Linked DNA regions of Mus musculus: region 1 is linked to region 2. The links are chromatin contacts, called in public Hi-C maps. All regions are on one chromosome and are shown on one strand. The core of a region is the stretch at or near the end of the contact, and the rest is flanking DNA. Distances in the headings are between cores, read along the strand shown. Region 1 overlaps Fggy (FGGY carbohydrate kinase domain containing). Region 2 overlaps Junos (a long non-coding RNA gene).

The links. A called contact is a pair of places that touch in the nucleus more often than the background predicts.
Region 1: a Hi-C map of uterus shows a contact between it and region 2, with 5 times the contacts expected there. The contact joins two enhancer-like sites. A contact is called at or near these places in 3 of 484 Hi-C or Micro-C datasets (bone marrow-derived macrophages and uterus) and 7 of 115 datasets of contacts at active chromatin or transcription factors (T-cell acute lymphoblastic leukemia, bone marrow-derived macrophages, craniofacial prominence and 3 more).

The regions. Positions count from the first base shown.
Region 1 is chr4:95,682,633-95,690,217 of GRCm38.p6, forward strand. All of the region lies in intron 5 of Fggy (FGGY carbohydrate kinase domain containing), which reads left to right. Among named protein-coding and RNA genes, the nearest start is that of Fggy, 130 kb to the left of the region's middle. Within about 2 kb of position 2,304, at least 93 of the 459 cell types and tissues checked have an H3K27ac peak or open chromatin away from gene starts, as enhancers often do. A contact at or near this core is called in bone marrow-derived macrophages, embryonic stem cells and uterus, where this site is marked.
Region 2 is chr4:95,157,052-95,164,614 of GRCm38.p6, forward strand. It overlaps Junos (a long non-coding RNA gene), which reads left to right. Exons shown (of 5, transcript XR_867920.3): 4 at 4,140-4,404. Among named protein-coding and RNA genes, the nearest start is that of Gm12708, 32 kb to the right of the region's middle. Within about 2 kb of position 4,415, at least 294 of the 459 cell types and tissues checked have an H3K27ac peak or open chromatin away from gene starts, as enhancers often do. A contact at or near this core is called in bone marrow-derived macrophages, embryonic stem cells and uterus, where this site is marked.

The DNA of each region.
Region 1 (7,585 bases), core at 1,054-3,553, 520 kb after region 2:
ATATCCTGATCTTTGATCCCAGATTCCATAGAAAGGACAAAGCTAAATGCCAGAGCTCAGAGTTCTCTGCTGCCTCAAGTTCCTGCTTGCGGATGAACTTTTCCTTGAACTGTGAGCCAAAATAAGCCCTTTCATCTTTTAGTTACTTTTGTCAAAGAATTTATCATAGCAACAGAAAAAGTATTAAGACAAATGATGGCATCTACCTATTTGGTGTATAAAAGTGCTTAAAAGATATGCATAGGTATTTATTATAGGCAGGGGAGAGAGGAGGAAGGAGGAAACCAGTATCTTCTCTACGTGTGAAGAACTCAGCAGGGAGGTTTTACACCTTGAGATGTGGGTTGTATGTATTGTGTTGTTTTGCTTCTAACTTTTGCACATATGGATCACCGGCCTCACCTTAACCCACACCACCTCCCTCTTCTCCCAGGAACCAACCCTGGATCCTCTGGAAGAACAGTGAGTGCTGTTAACTGCTATTCCATCTCTCCAGCCACCTTTCGGCATTTTTTAATGCCAGATTGCTCTGAGTGTCCTTGAAGCCATTTGCCTTTCCATGGTTGCTTTTTACTGTTTATTCTTAAATCTTAATACATTGCCTTTATAACTAAACTCTGAAAATAAATATTCGTTTCCTTTTTTATTTAACTGAAACAAAGTTGGGTTTAAGGAAGACAGTTAGGTATTCTTAAGCATGAAGGTTGAGAGAAACAAAAAATGCTCAGAAGACATTAAGCCACACTTCAGAGCACTGGTATAGAATTTTCAAAGAGTCCCTGAAAGTAATGGCATCCTGAAAAGTGGGAGAGCCAATTTCCCCTCCAGGGAGCGTCTCATTGTTATCCATGGCTATAGTGTGTTTCTCCTTCCTGAATACCTTAAGTTTTACCCGAATGCTTCTCTGTAAAAAATGTCTCAGTGAACTGAGACATCTTATTTTCTTTTTGTTAAGAAGAATAGAAGGGGTAAAGCAGTAGATTGGGACATTCTAGGAGGAGGGCTCAATCCCCACTATGTGTTTTACATGCACAGATGCATACAGACAAAAGAAGACACAAAGGAGGTAAGCAATGGAAAAACAAACAGAACATCAAAATTACTCTTCTCTTTTCCATGTCAGGTTTTGCTTTTGTAGTGTCTTATGAAGTAATTTTCCTTGATGATCCTGAGTGAACATCCAATTAACAAGAGTCAACTTGATAGCATATGTGTCGTGTGTGTGTGTGTGTGTGTGTGTGTGTGTGTGTGTGTGTTCAGGCACATATGTGCCATGGTATGCATATGGATCAGAGAATAAGCCATAGAATGGGCTCTCTCTTTTACCTTGTGGATTCCAGAAATGGAATTTGGGTTGTCAGGCTTGGCAGCAAGTCCCTTTACCCACTGATGCATCTTTCTGGTTCTCAAAAAGACTTTATTTGATTAGAACAAGGTTTCAGGGTCTGCCTTACTCTTTCCTAATTAATTCAAGTGACCTGTCCCACCTTGCTGAGCCTCTGTGTCCTTTCCTGTCACATGGGGCTACAGTACAATATCTTCTTAAGGTTCTTGTGAGGTTTAGTAGCCTCCACAACCAGACTCTGCACAGTGCCTTGCATAGGGATTCCACCCTTCTCAGCCTGTCCCCTGTGTTTCATATTACCCCACATTAGCATCATTTTTGTTTTGTTTTGTTTTATTTTATGGCAAATCCAAATCCATAAACTGAGAGGATTTCATCCAGATTTTGGACTATTCGGTAATAACTTCTGATCTTTTGTTTTTGACAGTGAGATGTCTTTCTCTGAGAGCATGGGAAAACTACCTCAGCTTTTTTATGTAGTCATGACCACATTTGAACTGTTACCAGCAAGTCTAACTGAAAAGGCAACTCAATATTGCCCTGTGCTTATATTATTTTGCTCTGTCAGGAACCTGTCAGCAAGTGTTGATGAAGTGCAGAGCCAGTAGTAACAAGCGTGCATCCTGAAAGCTCCCTAACACAAGCAGCCGCAGTCGGTGCAGTGCTATTTCTTCCCAAAGAAGCCCCTCTTGTCTCTTTGCTGATGTCATTAGTGGTCCAGCCCCAGTCATTATATCTCCCCTAGAGCAATATCTTCAATGCTGCTAATTCAGTCTTTTGTATGCCTTGAACAACACAGACCCATCACAGGCCTGTGAAGTACCAGAGGCTGCAGCCAGGAATATCTTGGTAATTTATCCCCATCCTTACCTCTAATTATTCTGTTGTTCACTGGCTTGCTCAATTGAGACTCTCCAGGTTCTACATTCCCCAAGCAGAGAACAAAAGGTTTCCCTTGAGAGTGGGGCCTGGCCCTGTCAGTGCAGTGAACTGTGCATAAATTATGCAGCACTGTGGCTGGCTTTCTTTTCATAGTCTTGCTGGAGAAATTCCGGAGAAAGACCAGGCCCCTGGAACTGGGCTGGCTTATTCTTCTGAGGTTGCTTTGCTCTGAGTGTATCTGGAGAGCAAGAAGCACCCCCTGCCCCCTTCTTTTTGCTGAAGCTGCTTCAGGTTCTTCAAGAACTACAAGTGTGTTTGGTCTTTTTTTTTTTTTCCTCACTCTCTACCTGTCTAGGAAAACACAGCAGGTGCCCGCTATTAAGCTTTGCTCCGATTCCTTCATTTGACCCCTCCAACTAGACTAAACTGGCTGGGCTCTCCTTTCTGCTTTCTCAGTTATCTTTACCTCTATGAGACTGGCGCACTACCTACTGCACTAACAAGGCTCCTTTCAATTAGCCTTACTTTAAAATAATATGATTTTTTTATTAAGTCTTTGAGAATTTCATACAATGTATTGATCCTATTCACCCCCAATCCCTCTCCCTAACTCCTCTCCGATCTTCTTCTGCCTCCCTATCCACCCCAACTTTGTTTAGAAAATATAACTCATAATGTGTTGCCCCCATATCCTTAGGTGTTGGGCTTAGAAGCCCTTCACTCTCTGTCCTAGAATATTGACTGGCTTGATCTTGGGCAGGCAGCACCCATGGCATGAGCTCAGGAGCACTGTGGTCCCTGCATATGCAGAGGCCCTTTTCAATGTAGTCTTCCCATGCTTCAAGCTACCCCCACTGTCTCTCTTTCCCTCCCTTCCCCCTCTTTTTTCTCTCCCCTTTCTTCCCTACCTTTCCCCTCACTCTCTTCCTCCCTCTCTTGTCTCATTTGTAGATGGATACTCCATTGACACTTCCTCTTTTATACTTTGGCCAGAAGTGAGTTTCTGCACCATCTACCACGATCCACTGCCCAAAGAAGTTTCCCTGGTAAGGGCTGAGGGCTGCACTAATCGATGGATAGACAGAAATGAATTTAGAGGGAAATTTGATAGCCATGTAGATAGTATACAAGGATAGTGGTAGTTCAACCCTGGAACCTGTGAACTTTCCAATCTGGATTAACCTTATGTTGTTACTATTTTGGTTTATTTGTCTATGTGCATAGGATATGTTGTTTTGTTGTTTGCTTTGCTTTGATGAGATCCCCACAAAACTAATCTTCAGTCCTTATACCCTGGCAGCCAGAGCTCTGGGATCTGGGTTGAGAAGGAGCCGAGGGCTGACTTGCAATGCCATAGATCCTTACTTATTCTCTTTCAGGATGCTTTTACCCTTAACCATCTTCCTGCTGTGTGGTCCAGCTATATCTCCCTGTAGACAGTAAGGATGCCTGTCCCTCTCAGACCCTCTGGGAGTGAAACTCAGCCTCTGTGCTTCCATTCTTGTTCTCTCTTACTTCCTTGTGAATTTTTGTCTTGAAGTAATATTGAACGGTCTGCAATATGTAGAGATCATTTTTCTTCCCTTTAATAAAATAATGTGGTAACACACTCATATGTCTTCTGTCACTCAAGCATCCTTGAATGTTGCTCATATGTATTTTTTTGCACGTAAAAAATTGAATTCATTGCATGTCATGTCGACGTTTGTGAGCACAGCCTATGTTTTCTATTTGCTGTAGTGCTGTTGTTTGAATTTTGTTACATCTTATCTTAGCTTTAGCAATAAAGTAAGGAGCTATTCTGGAGTCCAGAGTACTTCAGAGGGGCCAGTTCAGTGAATGTTAGACTTTCTGGTACAACCACAGGGACTTCTAAAATATTATTGGAAGGTTGGCTTAAACTATTTACTCAGTTGCTCTAGTACTAATAGCCCCACTAAAGGTTTCTAGTGTTGTTCTGGTAAATTTTGTTTTTCTGTGAAATTGTACTTTCGTCTAAGTTTCCACAACTGCATAGTCTTGCTCATGTTATCCTTTGGCTTTCTTTTTCTGTCAATGTTTGCCTTCTCTGTGGTAATAGCTCCCGTTTCCTTCTATGACATTTGTTACTTTTAGCTTTCATCTCTGCTTCCTCTCTTTTGCTCATCATGTTTTCACATTGACTCACTGAGTTTTCTTCTCAACCTCATTCTAATCTTTCAGTTTTTCATGATTTTCCAAGGTTTCTGATTAGGTTGTTAATTTTCAGGGCTTTTCCCAGTGAAGCTCTTTATTAAGTACCACTTACACCATTTAGTGCCTGCCTATAAAATGCTTTTTTCCTTTCTCCTATACAAATATGTAGAAATTGTCCAACTATATTCATGCTGTTTAATTCCACAGTAGAGGTAATTATAATTCATTTTTATCATTTACACAATTCTTCAAAGTACTAGAAGGACAATATCATATTTCAGAATAATTATTTATGTTTTTTTCATTTTTGCGAGTTATTATTCTTATATATTTTCTGTGTTTGTGAATGTGTTGTGAGCAAGTGTGACGGTTCGTGTGAGTATGTGTGCACACGTGAGTAAAGACCAGAGGTCAACCTCCTATGATATACTAGGTTCCATCCTCCTTACCTTTTTGGAAACAAAGTCTCTTTGGGCTAGAGTTCACTGATTAGGCTCAGCTGACTGCCAAGTGTCGGCCTGGCAGTGAGTCCCCAGGGTCACCTGTCTTTGCCTAGCCAGTGCTTGAATGTGTAACATTTAAAAATGTTGTCTGTCAAGACCAGTGAAGTGCCTCAGAGGGTGAAACTGTTTGATGTGCAATGCTAAAGGTCTGAATGAGTCCCCAGAATGCACACAAAGTGAAGAAAAGCTTTCTCCCGAGCTTTACATATGTGCTGTGCTAAATGCCCACCCTCATGTCTACCCAAACATTATATTCGTTGAGTGCACAATGATAAAAGTAAAGAAATAGAAGCTGCAGACGTTGCTCAGTAGCTGTGAGCTTGCTCTGCTTTTGTAGAGGACCCATGTTACGTTCCTAGCACCCTGTGATGGACAGATCACAAGCTCCTGTAACTCTATAAGATCTGTAGATACACACACACATACAAGCACACACACACACACACACACACACACACACACACACATATACATAAATAAAATTAATAAAAATAATTCTAAAACTAATTTTAACATTTAAAAGTTATATCATAGTTTTTATGAATATATTTTAGAAAAAAGAACTATCAGATTGAAAAATATATGCTGGAAGTATTTACTTTACTTCTAAGGCTATTTTGAATTTTCTCTTTTTAGTAAGTTGTGACATTGATGCCATTCTTTTTCTGTGTAATCTTGTAGTATCTGACTTGACCCTTGTTTTCATTTTAAGTTTATATTGTATCCTTCACTTCTGTTTATTCGGTGTGGGTTTCCTTGGCTTCACTGGCTTCATTTCCCCCTTTATGTTCCTTTATCTCTCGTGACTTTTTAGGGTTTTGATGAGCTCTTCATTTCCACCAGTGACTGCACCCTAACTCTTTTGTAACCAACATGAAACAGAAAGTAAGAAAGGTTAGTCTTCCCCAGGGGACAGCACATCAGTCAATTAGTTGTTTAAGGCCAAAAGATCAGTTCTGAAAACATACATACATGCATACATACATACGTACGTACATACATATATACAATACCATTATTCAGTCTGAGCACATAACAACAATTAATGAAAAAAGACCATGAATTTGAAGAAGAGCAAAGGAGGGTATCAGGGAGGGCTTGGAGAGAGGAAAGGGAAGGGGGAATGGTATCATAATTAATGAGTAATTTCAAAAAGAAGATTCTTTGAATTCATTAAACTTCTCATCTCCCTAAAATATGAGAAACATCTCTTTAAATGAACAATGTGGTCTATTTTATTTTTTATACTTTTTAATTTTATTTTTTCAAATATTACACCATTTATTCTTCCATATATCACTCCTCTCTCTCTAAATTCAAGGCCTCTTTTTCACTAATACTTATTGCATATATATATATATATATATATATATATATATATATATATATAACTTATATGTATATTTTCAGGGCTGACCAGTTGATGTTTTATTTGCTGGGGAAGACCACATCTTTCTCTTAGCTTTCTTCAATTGCTTATAGTTCTTTGTGTAGGACTGAAGCCGCATAGGTGTTTGCTTGTTCACTTTGGCTTGTCTGTTGGCATTGTCCTTGTTTAGCTCATGCTTGGACAGTCATGTTGGTGAGACTTTATCTATTTAGCTACTGATGTTACTAGGAGACACAGTCTCATAGTAAACTCCCTGAGCCTCTGGCTCTCACAATCTTTTCACCCCCATTTTTCCAATATTCCCTGAGCCTTAGGCATATGTGAGTGTTTGTAGATCTATCCCTTGAGACCAGACTCCATACTTTGCTTTTTGATTTGTTTTGGTTTTCTTTGTTAGTTGTAATGAGAAGTTTCCTTGTTGTGGGGTTAAGACTACATTTTTCTATGGATATAAGGAGATATGCTTATTGACTGTTGTTAGGGATTATGTTGATTTAGTAAATTAATGGTTGTAATTTCTCATCCAACAACAATGACTTTACTAGTAGTGAGTAATTTCTGGTATTAGGCATGGATTCCCTCTTGTTGAACATGTCTCACATTTAATCAGAGAGCTGTTGATTACCACCAAGTTAGTGTGCCACTACTGAACACTTAGGGTTATCATGCCATGCTGGTTGTTGATGTGGTCCAGGCATCATTCCTGGGTAGGATCGTTGGTAGCTTCCTGTCTTTGGATGCTTGCATGATGCTTTCTGCTACTGTGAAAGCAAGTCCTCTGGGAGTGGACATTCGGGTCAGTTCCAGCTCAGGGCTCTCTCTGTATCCTGTGTCTGAAGTGCTTGGTGTCTTCAGCAGTAGAGACTTACCTTCCACCTCAGGGTAAAATTCATAGGAAACAGTAATAGGCTGTATGTTTAGGGAGTCTCTTAGAAAGCCTTAAACAAACACTTCAAAAAGGGCTTCTGGTGTCTGGTCTTGCGTTTTTGGTTATGTGGGCTTTGGTGGAGGCAAACTGTCAGCTTTGGGTATTTTGATACAACAACACAGACTAAGACATGCCCCCTAACTAATTTTTTTACTTTGAAGGTTTATGTATATTTTTTCAGTTCTAAGCCTTCCGTTGGATTTTACTTGTATTACGCCATGCCTGTTATGCTTCCAGAAAACTCCATATTTACAAGCTTTGTTTGCATTATCATCACCTGTTTAGATTGAATATGCTTTCATCTATATGTAGACATACATCTGCATAGATGTATGTGTTTAAGCACATACAAATAAATGTGC
Region 2 (7,563 bases), core at 3,165-5,664:
TCAAAGGAAAAGAATCCTTGACATTTTAGAGATGGGGCCAAGATTAAAAGGACACCAGGCCCAGCCCCTATTGGCTGCTTCTGTAACGACTGACAAATGCATGCAGCTTCACTGGATGCCAAGGCTTTTCTTTAAATATCGCTGGGAGCTGGGGCATTCCCAGGGTGGTGTTGGCTTGATCCAGGCCTAATCCCTGCCCAGGGTTGACCTTTCACAGTTTACAGAGCACTTTATCTCCTGGCTCTGTGGAGTTTCACAAACTCTCTCAGAGAAAAGAGCTTTATCATCACCCCAATTCCCAGGCGAGGAAATTGAGGATCCAAAAGCAAGCGAGCATCTCCCCAATTCACAGCTCCAAGCAGTGGGGGCTGGGAAGACAGCATATACATACATACATATATATATATCCTGGCAGCAAATGCCAACCTCTTCCTATCCCCTTAGAGTCTTCCCCACAGACGTCCTTACCGCAGCATCGGTCTGTGTTCTAGATGAGCCCAGATCTTGCCCCACAAGAAAATCCACAGACCGAAGACACTGGTGTGCCAACACAACTGTGCTCGGAGAAAGAAGCTCGTCAAAGTGTCTACATGGCATATTTCCATTTACAGAAAATGGAAGCTGATCTACAGAAAAGGATAGAAAGTAGGCAAAAGCTATTTGCTGAAGGGAGACAGGAGAAAAATGTACAAAGGCCAGAAAAAAAATGGAGGTTATGAAAATGCTGGCTGTCTGGATGGTGGGGAAGCTTTCCCAGGTCTGTAGCTCACAGAGCTCGGCAAGCCCTTGTGGTTTAGCATGGACCAATTACTTCTCCATGAATGCAGAGAAAAAGAGGAAGCTTGGGGAGATGAGAGAAGAAGGACAGCACATCATTCATTGTCTTGAAGCGAGATCCCAATGGGAACACTGTGTACCATTAAGCATATAGGGGAAAGGAGGGGAACTGTTCTCTGTCAGGGGCTTCTAAGGCAATTTTCAGGAGAGAGCTACAGAAACGTGCATTGGTCAAGATATGGGCTGGGGAGTTAAAAAAGAAAAAGGCAGAAATGCAAGTAGCCCCCCCAAGTTTTGGAGGTGCTGACATTAAAGTGAGTTGTATCCTATTTTCTTTGGGTATTCAGACACATGCCCTCCTTGGCAGGGCGCTTGGCTTTGCTAATAAGATCCCTACGTCTTGGAGGACATCTCTCAGGTCCTGCACTCTCAGGTTTCCCCTTTGAGTTCTCCTGCCAAATGTTCCCTGGCTGAGCCATGGGTAAGCTCAGGCCCAAGGCCCTCGGTGCCCCCATTTCAGCCTTTTCGAAATCAGAGTAAGAAGGTGGGGGATGACTGGGGGGCTTCATGTGTGATGTGCTAATATTCTAGGTCCAGTAGTAACTGATAAGTATACTTGGAGGATTTTGAATAGTTTATTAGAATATACTATAGTGTAGTAGAAGGACAGTTAAGATTTGTTACAACATAGTACCCCAATTAACTGGCTAATTGATTCCAAAGCCAATTCTAACCACTGCTCTTAAGAGTTTGAAAAAAATGCTCACGTGGGCTTTGGACGATTTATTATTCATATTTTTACATAAGGACTCTCTCAGTCACACGAGAAACCTACACATGAAATCATGGATTAGCTCTTGCTTTCAATTTCCTTGGAATGTTTGTTGGTTTTAAAAGGGCTCTCTTTCAAAAGTGTCCTTATTAATTAAATCAACCAGTCAGCCGCATTCCCTGCTTCTAACTCAGCACTCAAGTTTAAACTTGGTTCGGGAGTCAGCTTTCCAACCTTGGCTTAAGGGGCATTAGTCACTCTGAGCAAAATATGGCATCTGAACAGCTGTCTTGGGTACTGAGCGTCCAGGCCTATGTGTCTGGAGAACAGACAAAGGGGGTAGGTGTGGAAGGGAGGCAAGTTTAATTTCTGAATATATATATGTTCTGCACCCCAGGCTTTTTACAAAGAATATCTCTTGATTTTCTCAACAGGTCATGAGTGTGTTCTGCCTTCCCCATTATAACAAGGTCAAGATTGGTCAAAGACCATCCTGTTAACAAGGGGTAGAGCTGGGGCTAGAGTACAAACACTGACTCCTCTGCAGTCTTTCCTGTGTGCTGTCATGTATGTATACATGTATGTATACATCTGTGTGCTGTCATGTATGTATACATCTGCCCTAAACTTCTGACCCCCAAATACAGTGCTTTTATTCCAAGATCCAGATGGCAAAACAGAAACTCAAAAATGCGATATTCTCCACATAAACTAAACACAGACTCTGGACTCGAATTTCACAGTCCTGGGAGGATTACTTCACCTATCATCCATCCATCAGCACCAATCCACCTACCCACTCACCCATCCACCCACCCTCTTACCCACCCACTCACCCCCTCACCCATCCACCCACCCCCTCACCCATCCACCCACCCTCTTACCCACCCACTCACCCCCTCACCCATCCACCCACCCCCTCACCCATCCACCCACTCATTCACCCTCCACCCACCCACTCACCCATTCACCCACCCACTCACCCATCCACCCACCCCCTCACCCATCCACCCACCCCCTCACCCATCCACCCACCCCCTCACCCATCCACCCACCCCCTCACCCATCCACCCACCCACTCACCCATCCACCCACTCACTCAAGAGAGTGTCAAGAGCTCACCCTGCTCTGGGGACTGCCTGGTTTCTTAGAGATGGGGCAAATTGTAGATAGTCCCCACTCTTTAAGAACTTGTAGTCGAATAAAGAAGGAAAACACACCACATTAGACAACCTAATTGGAGCATGAAGGGTCCTCTAAGGTACTATGAAAGAGATGGGAACATAGAAGACAAAGCATCCAATTACCTTGCCAATAAAGCAAGGGAGGTTCCAGAAAGGAGGTGACATTGGACTATAAATACACACTCTCCCAGAAGAGAAAGGGGGAGGAAGGTTTCTCTAGGCAGAGAGCACCAAAGCACTGCTGCGCACACACCGAATCCCTGCCACCTGCTTAAAGCACCGTCTCTAATGCCTAGAATTCTGTGGACTAGGTATTATCCATAACACTTCACAGAATAGGAGCATAGGCACACAGAGGTTAAGTACTTGGCCCGTGGTTAGAGGTCTGCTAAGACAGGCCTTGAAGTCAACTCTTGAAACCTGGTTTCAAAGGTCATCCTCTTAGACACTCACTCACTGAGAACTGAGTGGGGGCCATCTGTTAGGAGTTTCTTGTGAGGAGGGACACATAAACAGGAAGCAAGCCATGGGCTCTTCCTGTAGGCTTTCTCCACGCAGCCTTATGCTGCTAATCTCAGGAACTTGGACTTGCTAGATCCATAACAGAATTAATACTCTCTCTATCTCTTTCTCTCTCTCCCCCCTCTCTCTCTAGCTCATGTACAGAGGCAAGATTCTCTCTCTACTTATGAGGCCACAGAAGAGAAAGACACCTTTATTTACTTTTGACTGAAAACATTATCTGTCTACTGTAGACACACCTGTATCTTTGGTTAGTTGGATGTCAGTATCTGAGTTGTTCGATTTCTGTGTCCAACAGTTTGGGTAATGCATGAGGACATAGCCTTTGTTCGTCTCCTTTGCCACCCCCTGAGTGCCCAGCATAGCACTTGGCCACAACTGGTACTTAGACATTTCCAGTGAATATTTACTGAAAATGTGTTGAGTGACTTCTGGGTTTTGATTAATTATTTAGGAAGCAAATTGTGGGTTTATTTGCTTTGCTAGTAAGAGGACGTAGCTGAAGGAACTCTGAAGGTGAAAGAGACCTTTGTCTTAAGTCAGTGGTTTACAAAGTGCTTTTCTAAGTTTGCCTTCTGGATTCTAATTCAGCTACTGTCCCGCTCAAGCTTTCTGAGGTCATCACATCAGTGTTGGGAGACAGCAAGTTTGAGTCCCTATCCATTCTCATCCTTTACACCCTCTCGGATCGCCTGATCTCCTTCAGTCTGTGCCTAAACACTGTGAAGGAAGAAAGTTCATAAACTCATAGGGCACACTGTCCCCCTATCGGATGGGCAAGGACAGTACCACTGTCAACATGTCCTGAGCGCTTCTTGGGTACTAGGTTCGGTCCCTGTCGCCAAACATAATGACCAGACATTATTTTCTTTCTCCTCTCCTAGCTCTAAGACTCACGCCCTACTCTCCTGCCCTCCACTGCTCGCCCCGGGCTCTCCGGCCGCCACCGCCTGCCCCGCCCGCGCTTCGCCACCCCAGCCTCCCGCACCAGACGCCGGCTGCTCCTGCGCTCCCACGCCCGCGCACCTCGCTCTCCCAGCCCCGCGCTCCCACACCCGGCGCGGAGGAGGCGGGCGCCCGGGGCGAGGGCAGGGCGGCCACGTCAGCGGCGCCGGCTCGCTCCGCCCTCCGCGGGCCTCCCCATAGAAGGTAAAGCCTGGGCAGAGCCCGCGGGCGTCCTCAGGCTGGCAGCTCGGGCTGCTGGTTTCAGTTTCTGAAGAGCTAGGCCTTGAGCAAACACTGGCTGGCGGGAGGAGGGTGTTGGACGCCTTCCCAACAGATAATGTGATTCCCTGCCGCTGGGAGCCACCCACGGTGGGAAGGGGCAGCGCAGGGACCTGCGCAGGACAGCCACGGTCCTGGGCGGCTGGGGGAGCCTGAGCTCGGACCCTTCTTCCTCATCTGTAAGGCTGCCCCTCTCTCCGTGGACACTTAAAATGTTTGCTTTCTTTCTGAGAAAGAAACAGAGGGAGATCGCCAAGACCAACATGAACTCCAAACTCAGGGCATTCCTCACTCTACTCTGACCTTTTTGTAGATGCACTTTTTTTTTTCTTCTCAAAGGCCAGACCTATCCCTACCCAGCGGGTGACCTGTGTACATTTCCTAACTTCTCTGTCTCATTATCCTCACCCATAAAATGGGAGTAATGATACTTATCTTTAGATACGCTCCGAGGGTTAGATTAGCTATAGATTATACATATTAAGCACTTAGTGCCTTCAATCAGCAGTAATTAACATTATTATTAATTGTATTGTTATGGCGTATGACTAATCATGAGATAGATTCTTAGTGCTTCTGGGAGCATAAGTAAAAATATGCTCATTTAAAAAATTTTATTGAGGGAGGGAGTTTTATGAGGTGAATATAAAGAGTAGCACTGAGTCAGGATATAGTCGTGCATGTGTCTCATTTCATAAAGAAACTTGGAAAGCCGGCATTATGTCCACTGTACAGGTGAGGACTCTGAAGCTTCCAGAAGTCACTGGCTCATCTCAGACTCTGGGTCAGTATCTAATTTTTCTCTCTTTCTTTGAGACTTGTCCTTATATAGCCTAGAATAGTCTCTAACTCACCAAGTAGCTGGGGATAGCCTTGAACTCCTTAAAAAAAAAAAACAAAAAAACCAAATATTTCGTTTCCTCTTTCTCCCCCTCCTGCTCCTCCCCCACTTCGTGCGTGCGTGCTTGTGTGTGTGTGTGTTTGCCCAAGGAGTTCAAAAGACAGGAACTGGAATTAGAGGCTGTTAGGTGCTGCCCTATGCTGGTTGCTGGGAGGAGAGCATAGGTCCTCTGGGAGATCAGCAAGAGCTCTAATCTGCTGAGTCATCTCCCCAACTCCCAGACTTGAACTCGTGATCTTCCTGCCTCGTTAGCCTAAGTGTCACACACCTAGCTCTCTCTCCTCCAGTGACCACACCCCACCCCAGCAGGGTCACACCTGTTTGCCTCAGCAAAGGTACCTCCTTTCCTTTGCATAGCCTCCCATCCTCCCCGCATAGCCTCCCATCCTCCCTTTCGCCAAGCTCTTCAACCTGGAGAAAACCTAGTCAAGTCTGGATGCCAGAAGAAGGCCACTGTCTGCTCCAGGAGACTTTCTGATCCACCCCCACCACCTCCACCCCTCTTCTGCTGCCTGCAGCCCAGGCTGTACAGACTTGTTGTCACCACCATGTCTCTGTTTGTACTGTGCCTCCTCTCAGTAGGCCTCCACAGCTGACCGGTGCTGTCTACAGTCTTAGGACCACCCCCTCCCAGGTTTAGTTCTGAGCTTTACTGGTTGAAAGACTGGGATCTCTGATTTTTACTCTCTGCCTGTCACCTCCCTAATACAGAAGGTGGATTTCAGCAACACTGTCAGCTTGTAGTGTTGCGATCCATACAGGATGTCTGGGCAGTCAGTGGTCTGAACTTACAACTGACAAGGCTCAGGGAATGAGACAGCCTGAGGTCTTGGGTGTTACTTAGGGACAGAAAGAGGAACAGTGCCAACGGGAGAACCAAAATCATGGCTAGGCCTCAGAGGGGATGGTTCCAACCCAAGCCTCCCTGAATCTTCACATGTGGTCTTGGCCTTGCCTCTTTACTTCTTGGGATTCACCCCCCCCGCCCCCCCACCCCAAAGTTAGATTAAATACCATTAGCGGCCAGTCATTTGTCTGTGGGACTTGTACTGCCCTGTGTTCCCGGTTTAGGGTCACACACAGAAGGAACAGGAAGCACAGAACTCAGCCATTGCCTCTCATGAGCTGACAGTAACTATGGTAGTTTACAGTGTCTGCTGAGTAGGTCCTGGTATCTGGCACCGGGCCAAGCATCATTACTGCCCTGTTCCCCCTGAGAGAAAGGACTTCTGCAACTACCATTCTACAGCTGAGGGAATAGGGTCTGAGGCCAAAGAGCCAGCAACTCATTGGTCAGATACAACTGCTCAATCACCTGCAGGAATCCTTTTGAGTACAAACTTGTTCAGAGATATCTGATGACACAGAGACTCTTATCTTTCAAGCCTGTCCTTTATTAATGCTCAGAATAGCTCAAAAGGTCATGCTGCCATCTTTGCATTAGTTTCTTGGCTTTGACTTGGGCCCCAGGCAGCGTCAGTCAGGATGAGAGCTCATGGAAGGAGACAAGACAATATACTCTTCCACAGGGAGAACAAGTCTTCAGGGACTTTTCATGATAGGATGCTCAGAATACAGAAGCTTGTATCTTATGCCCAATGAGCCTGGACTGGCTGTGGTGTGTTCAAGGTTTCCAGGGCAACCTTGGCTGGGATTGGGCTGGACTTGAAGCTTTTGAAATGTGTCCACTGAGATACAATTCTTTGATGATGGCATTGGGGTATGGTAGGGAACAGATAGCATTAACAAGGACAAGTAAGTAGAAACCATAAAACTAAATGGGGAAATTGCTTTCATGGCTGCTGTGTTCCCTGATCTTATTTAGTTTTTTCCCATTCCCCCTGCCCCCCACACCCAAAGAACCACATAATCAAATATCCTTTTGAACAGTAAGCACCATAGGCTCACTATTGCCAGCTGGGTGAGTCCAAACTCATTGAAGATGGCATTCAATGTACTTCGTGATCTGGTTCCAGCTCTCCATTTTAGCGGCATCTTCTCCATATTAACAACACCATTCCCAGCATCTATGACTCTTGCATGGTGCTCGTGGCTTATAGCATATCATTACCATACTTTAAGGATAAAAGTATCAATTGTGTCTTAGAACCAATTGGATTTGCTCTTATACTCTCAAGACTTTCCCAAATACTCCCCTTCAAGAGAAGGGGCAGCCTTTAACC